Linked DNA regions of Muntiacus reevesi: region 2 is linked to region 1. A link is a contact called in public Hi-C data. All regions are on one chromosome and are shown on one strand. Each heading gives the region's core, a stretch centred on a gene start, on an enhancer-like site or on the middle of the called end of the contact. The rest is flanking DNA. Distances are from core to core; before and after follow the strand shown. Region 1 holds the start of RMDN3 (regulator of microtubule dynamics 3). Region 2 holds the start of INO80 (INO80 complex ATPase subunit).

What was found. Hi-C and Micro-C count contacts between places; a contact is called where the count stands out from the background.
Region 2: a contact with region 1 is called in a Hi-C map of muscle, with 4 times the contacts expected there. The contact joins the promoter of INO80 here to the promoter of RMDN3 in region 1. A contact is called at or near these places in 2 of 3 Hi-C or Micro-C datasets (blood and muscle).

The regions. Positions count from the first base shown.
Region 1 is chr7:35,150,986-35,154,779 of mMunRee1.1, reverse strand. It overlaps RMDN3 (regulator of microtubule dynamics 3), which reads left to right and starts at 1,863. Exons shown (of 13, transcript XM_065940155.1): 1 at 1,863-2,052; 2 at 2,296-2,489. The coding sequence starts at 2,303.
Region 2 is chr7:35,461,404-35,465,197 of mMunRee1.1, reverse strand. It overlaps INO80 (INO80 complex ATPase subunit), which reads left to right and starts at 2,047. Exons shown (of 36, transcript XM_065940899.1): 1 at 2,047-2,520.

The sequences.
Region 1 (3,794 bases), core at 614-3,113:
CATTACCATCTTTCTAAATTCCATATAGATGCGTTAGTATACTGTATTAGTGTTTTTCTCTCTGGCTTACTTCACTCTGTATAATGGGCTCCAGTTTCATCCATCTCATTAGAACTGATTCAAATGAATTCTTTTTAATGACTGAGTAGTACTCCATTGTGTATATGTACCACAGCTTTCTTATCCATTCGTCTGCTGATGGGCATCTAGGTTGCTTCCATGTCCTGGCTATTATAAACAGTGCTTCGATGAACATTGGGGTGCACGTGTCTCTTTCAGATCTGGTTTCCTTGGTCTGTATGCCCAGGAGTGGGATTGCTGGGTCATATGGCAGTTCTATTTCCAGTTTTTTAAGGAATCTCCACGCTGTTCTCCATAATGGCTGTACTAGTTTGCATTCCCACCTACAGTTTAAGAGGGTTCCCTTGGCATGTTGGATGTTAAGATGTTCCCTGGCCAGGGATGGAAGCTATGTCTCCCGCATTGGAAGGCAGATTGTTAATCACTGGACCACCGGGGAAGTCCCTATGTGTTGTTTACTTTTTAAGTAATTAATTAATTTTTGACCTGTACTGCAGGGCTTGTTCGATCTTAGTTCCCCATCCAGGGGTAGAACCTGAGCCCCCAGCAGAGGAAGCACAGAGTCATAACAATTGGAAAGCAGGTGATTCTCTTTTTTTTAGTTTCTAACACTACAAGTTGCATAAAACCACAGGAGTAAAATAGATTTATAAAAGTACAAGTCACAGGTGGTAGAAAAAAATGGTTAAAACAAAATCTGAAATGCTATCAACCAATTTAAGCAATCAGAGATCAACTCAAGTTTCAGCCTCATGCAAACATTTAAAATGTTATCATTAGAGGAATTAATTTAATGAATTTAATTTTCATTCTGGATATTAAAAACAGTTTTTATAAGCCTGTCCCTGTTTAATGTTACAACGACAATTTAAGGTTTAAGATTTTTTTTTAAATGATGGGGTGTGCATCTACAATGTAAGTTTTTCAGATGTCAACTGACAGAAGCTGGCCCTGGGGACTCAGGGCCTGTTGTGGATAACCAACAACTTACCTGTTTTAAATTGAATTGCCAAAGGCACTATTGCGTTGAGATTAGTAAATGATTTGAGTAAAAATACGTAAACAAATTGAGCTGAAATCAAATAAAGTCTGAGTTTTGACCGAGGGTTAAGGAAAGGTGGAGAGGGGTGGCGTTTTCCAGGTAGGGGTTCAAGACAGAAAGAGCAGTAGTGGAAAAGGTAGAAACGTTGAGTATGCGGAGCACATTCCGGGAACACTAAGTAACCTGGTGTGATTGGGGAAATGGAACCTCAGCTGTAACCTGGTGTGACTGGAGGAAAATGGAACCTCAGCTGGCCAGACCATGGAGTTACTGCTCTGAGCATCCACTCCACGGAATCTCTCAGCTTTCCCCCGTTTGTGCGTGCTAATTCGCTCAGTTGTGTCCGATTCTATGCGACACTATGGGCTGTAGCCCTCCAGGCTCCTGTCTAAGATTCTCCAGGCAAGAATACTGGAGTGGATAGCCATGCCCTCCTCCAGGGGATCTTCCTGACCCAAGGATCGAACATCTCCTTACATCTCCTGCATTGGCAGGCAGGTTTTTTTTACCACTAGCGGCGCCAGCTGGGAAGCCGGGTCCCCCTTTACTCGGCTTCTAACCCATTCTCGGTTCGCCTTTCGAGATCTCTGCTGGCTCCGCCCCTCTGACTGTGCCTGTGGCCCCGCCCCCTAGAGAAAACCCTGGCCAAGAGGTGGAGTCTCGAAGGTCTGCGCAACCCCCTGCCTTCTTATAGGCGAGCGAGGCAGCTAGTTGGCACCGTTTGATGACGTCACGGTCATTGACAGAGAAGCCGCGGCCTTCGCCAAAGTAGCTAGCAGCAGGGTAAGAGTCTGAGTTGAGGTCCAGGCAGGCTGGGCGCCTTCAAAGTGCGCGGCGGGAAGGCCAGCGGTTTGTGCCAGGGCGGCGGGTTTGCGGTCTGCAGTGTCGTGAGGCTGGAGGAGGAGTTGGAAGCCGTCGACCTGACTCCGGTATCAGGGTTAGGGGGCGTGTTGGAGGGTAGGCTGCGGAGGGCCGGGTGGGCGGCGTGGTAGTCAGGCCTGGGGGCTAGCAGAAACCTTAAGGTCGGGACTAGGGTGAGGGTGGCGAATGCTTGGGGCCTGGGCAGGGAGGGTATCTTCAAGGGTTCGGCTTTGGCGATGGGTGGACCACACTCAACGAATCTCTCTCGTTTCTTTCGCCCGCTTGCTCCTGGTGGCTCACGCGGGCTGCAGGTGTAGCATGTCTAGTCTGGGGACCTTGGGTGGCGCACGCGCCGGGCTCGGACTGTTGCTGGGCACCGCCGCGGGCCTTGGATTCCTGTGTGCCCTTTACAGCCAGCGGTGGAAACGGACCCAGCGCCGCGGCCAGAGCCAGAGTCGGTCCAACTCTCTGGATTACACGCAGACTTCAGAGCCTGGACGCCAAGGTAGGAGCGGGGCTATTGAGGCCTCAGGGACTGTTGAGGGGTGGGCTTGGGGTCGGGGCTGCTTGTAGCAGAACCTGCAGGGCAGGACAACAGAGGAAAAATTAGGAGGGGTGGGTGCGGGGCCCAAGAGTTTCTTTTCAAGTTTGGGGAAAGTTTATCGAAAAGGAAAAGCAGTCTTCCACCACTGTCGTCTTTTTCCTGTAATCGCAGGAAAGTATATAGTGAAAAGGCTTAGCTTTCACTTTTAGTTCTGGCCGCAGAAGTGCTGTGTATGTATTAAAGTTACTTGCTTAGTGTGGTTGAGGTGTTTAATAAGTAGAGGAAAGGCCCAAAAGAAAGTAAAAAGAGAAACTAGTCTCGGAGGAATTAAAATTTCTTGAGGCTTATGTGTTAAATTAGGTTAACATTAACATTCGAAGGCACCTTGAAGACTGTATAGTTCAAGTTGTGTGTGTGTGTGTGTTTTTTAATCCTCCTTATGAGTAAGTTGAGGTTGAAAAAAGTTGTGTAACTTTGCCGAGGCTGTCACAGTAAGTGGCAGGATTGGGCCTGGTCACCTGGTCCTGTGGAGTTCCCACAGCATGGGGTCGGGAGTGCACTTACTGCAGTTGAAGCTGAATGTGGCTGAGAGCCAGCCACAAATGGTTAGTACTTACAGTTTTGGAAAACTTTAATGTTAATCAGAGCAAGGCATCTAGGGCTCGGCCAAACCACTGCCCTCATGTGTGTGTGATAGAAGAGCACTCAAGTCATCTTGCCTCATGTTCATTGGGAACACATGTTTCCTCTGATGACCAAATGCCAGATGGTTCGGAAAAGTTAGTTTTCGAAGAGTCTTAAGAGTTTTCACCTTAGATTGCAATTGTCTGTCAGCATTTTATAAGCTGGTAGTAACCTAGTGCTGCAAATGTGCTTACCCTTCCTTTCTTTTCCTATTTTATTTGTTGGTTTGTAATTTCTTAGCTGTAGTCTTTCTTCTACTGAGGTTGGGAGATGGTGGCCACACTCCCAGGGATCTTGCTTTACATACTGGAACATTGTTGGGTCTGTACAGTAATCTAGCCTTTATTGTTACTAGATTTCCTTTAACAGCTTTATGCTTGCTTGGACTGTGGGTCCTGCCTTTCTGGTTTCTTTCCTGTTTTTACATTTCCCAGTCCACTTGTCTTAGGTATCAGTTTTCTAGCGTTTACTTTTAGAATTTGCTTAGATCTCAATTCAGGGCTTGGCGATGATGTTTTTTTCCATTGGGGTTTGGGTGGGTTTTTCCCACTGTACCTTTTCTCTCAGTGACTGCTTCTGTTT
Region 2 (3,794 bases), core at 798-3,297, 310 kb before region 1:
AAGTAGCCTCTGCAAGTTGGAAAAGGAAACAAATTCTTTGCAAGAGCCCCCAGAAAGTAAGGCAGCCCAACCAACAACTCGATTTTGGTCCAGTTTGAGACTGGCAGACTTCTGACTTACAGAATGTAAGATAATAGGTTAATGTTAAGCCACTATTAGGAGAGGGCAATGGCAACCCACTCCAGTACTCTTGCCTGGGAAATCCCATGGACAGAGGAGTCTGGTGGGCTACACCACTCCAGTACTCTTGCTTGGGAAATCCCATGGACAGAGGAGTCTGGTGGGCTACACCACTCCAGTACTCTTGCCTGGGAAATCCCATGGACAGAGGAGTCTGGTGGGCTACAGTCCATGCAGTCCTGAGGAGTTGGACACGAGTGAGTAACTTCACTTTCACTTTCACGCACTGGAGAAGGAAATGGTAACCCACTCCAGTATTCTTGCCTGGAGAATCCCAGGGACAGAGGAGCCTGGTGGCCTGCGGTCCATGGGGTCGCAGAGAGTCGGACAAGGCTGATGCGACTTAGCAGCAGCAGCAAGCCACTATTCTGCAGTAATTTGTTATCGCAGACAAAGAAAACAAACTGACTACCTACATCTGAACTTTAAGGGACTCTATATCTTGGTCCCTCCCTAGTTTAGTGACTTTTCCCCCTTTATTCTTTTCCTTTTGATTTCCACTCCAGTCAGCTGGTTGTTACTTAAATATTATCCCAGTTGATTTTAGGTGTTTTATGTTTCTGGGTATGTGAAACATAGGGTTCTAAAAGACAGTCTTATACAAAATTGCCACTCCCCTGTTAATCCTGCAACCTTGTCCCCATTCTCCCCTTCTCCCCACCCTTCTCATACAGGACATAATTCCCTTTAACTTCTGGTGTATCCCCTGACTCCTCCCCCTGACAAATGAGCTGGTGTTGACTCCTCTCCCTGACAAATGAGCAGGTATTTGTGTGTGTTCTTACATCCCCTTGTCTCTTTCACAAAGGGTGTAATTTTTAAAAAATACTTATTAATCTGCATCTTGTTTTAGTTGCATACATGGGATCTTCGTTGCTCCACTACATGCAGGATTTTAGTTTCCCAAAAAGGGATTGAATCCTTCTGCACTGCAAGGATTCTTAACCACTGGACCACCAGGAGAGTCCCCAGAAGGTGTGTACTTTTGCCTTTAAGCAAATTTTTAACTTTTCAAAGTCCAGCGAATTTGGCACAAGAAGGCTACTTATGACTTTAACAAATGTTGTTTTGTTTAAACGCTAAGGGCCAGAATTAAATGAATTAAACCATGAGACATAAAGGAAATGAAATAGTTAACTTTCATTAAGTTCTTCTAATCCTTACCTGCAATTAGACTGTACACTAGGTACTTCTCATCACAGATGCTGGTAACTGAGTTGCATTAATTTTAGTAAATGTGGGCAGCAGAGGGTGCAAACTGTTGAGTTGGCAGACAGGTAAATTACTCCCTTTTCGGAGGCTCATTGGGTGGGTGTTAGAATACTGGGACATTTTTGATGACGGGTCTGTGTATTCCCAGTGCTTGAATCCTAAAGCCTTCACTTAGGTACCTTGCCCAACTGTGCCACAGCATCGCAGTTTTGGTTGCTGAACCCAAAGTGGAGCCCCAAACTACTGTGTTAAGAGTGGTCCTACAGAGCAGGGCCTTCCCCACAATATACAACCCTGCCCAAAGGGACCAAAAACAATGTAAAATATAACACCTGAGCCTACACATTTCCTCAAGTGAACTGAGCTGTGTTTGGTAGCCGTTAACAAACTAATCACAAGTACCCTCCCACTTCCATTTGCAGCAACAAACATTCCCAGGATCCCGGGCCGTTTGGACTGACGTTACTTCCGGGAAAAGTAACCTTTCTTTGGCAGTTGCAGATCAGAGAGGTCTCGCGACATTTGCTCCCGCGAGATCTGCTTGCTCACTCTAGCGATGACATCCTCCTCCTCCTCCCCGCCGCCTTTCGGCAATCTTCGCCAGTCCCAGCCCCGACCAATCTGCCATCAGATGGCATGGATCAGGGTCTTTCCCCGAACCCCGGTCCGCGCGGGGCGTCAGGCGGCAGCGGCGGGGTGCGAGCTGCACGAGGCCGACGGCAGCGGCACTGCGGACGGCCACGGGCTGGCGACGAGCAGTGAGCGTGGGCGGGGCGGGGGTAAGCCTACTGAGTAGCGGCTCGATTGTTCTGGCCTGGCTATGGCGCCTCTCCTCCCCCCCGCCATGGCTCCCCGTGTCCCTGCTCCGCTCCTCTCAGTGAGTGAAAGTGGCCGCCGCCGCCGCCGGCCCAGCGCCCGCAGCCGCCTCAGCGCCGCCGCCATCTTGGGGTCCCAGGAGCCGCCGAAGGAGCGAGCTAGGAGCGTCCACGCCCAACGCAGTCTCCGTCCCACGGCCTCAGAGAGCGAACCGCGGCTCCACCGTCGGCGGGGCGACCCCCCCCTCCGGACCCCGCCCGCACCCCGCCCCCCCTCCGCCGCCGCCGCGGCGGCGGGGCCCGGCGGCCCGAGGTGAGGCGACTAGACGTGGGCGGACGAACGGAGGGGGGGTTGTGTAGGCCCCGTTGCGCCCCTCTCTGTGGGCGACGACTGGGCCGCGTCTTAAAGGGGCCGTCGCCCCCGGCCCTGGGATTTGTTGGGGTTAGTAGGGAGGATGGGTGTGGACACTCCTCGCAGGGTTGGGACCTCAGGGATCTCGGCCTTGTTCTTAATCTCTCCTACCTCTGGAGGCCCGGGGTCACGCGGTGACCTCGGCCAGCCGAGAAAGCCCGTGGGGTGCCCACACGTGAGGAGTGTGTTAGACCAGGTGCACGTGGGACCCGGTGGGGCGGTGTCGGCTAACACGTGTGTGGGTTTGGGGGTGGGGTGGGGCAGGGCGGGGGCTGGTTGGGCTCGAGTGGGAACCCGGTGTGGACTGCTGTGTCTGTCCTTTTAAACAAATGAGCTCTAAGGGCTGGATAGTGTGTCAGTTTATGGGTGCGAGTTGGGATCTGGGTGAATGGTCCATTTTGCTTGTTGGTGTTGGCTGGGTGCAGCCTAACACGTGCGCACACTTAGGAGTGTGTAGGTGTCACCCCTTCTAGGCTTTTTGGCCTTTGTAGGGCGTCTAGGCAAGTGTCATCCAATTTGACGTTCCTTCTTGAGGTCGCTGTTGAAAACTACTACTTCCGTAATCAGCGAGGGTGGAAGCCCCCTACAGTTTAGGAGTGAGAGGTTCTAAGAAGGCACTCACTATTTTAGTTTAACAGCCAGCTCTGCCGAATTCTTTGATTCAAACACTGTCTAGTTGTGTGTTCGTGTACTTGTTGGTAGAATGGAAGAAGAAATGAGGTGGTTGACTTTGCTAACATCTCAGGTAACCAGCTTGCTTTTCCAATCAATGACTTTCATGATTTCCTTTCCCAAAAGGAATTTTCACTGTGGTTTACAAGTGGCGGCTTTTTGTTATTCATTTTTAAAGTAACACCTTTACTGAGATATAATTCACATACCAAAAAGCTCCACCTTTTAAAGTGTACAATTCCATGATTTTTAGCCTACGAATCGAGTTGTATAGTTAGCACAGTGCACTATCTTAACTAACTGCTCACTCCAAAAAGAAGCCCCCTTAGCAGTTACTTCCTTCTCTTCATCCAACCCCTAGCTATCACTAATCTCTTTTCTGTTTTTGTAGATTTGCCTACTCTGGATATTTCATATAAACAGAATCATACAATATGTGTCCTTTTGTGGCTATCTTCTTTCACTTAACCATGTTTTCAAGGCTCTTTCATGTTGTAGCATGT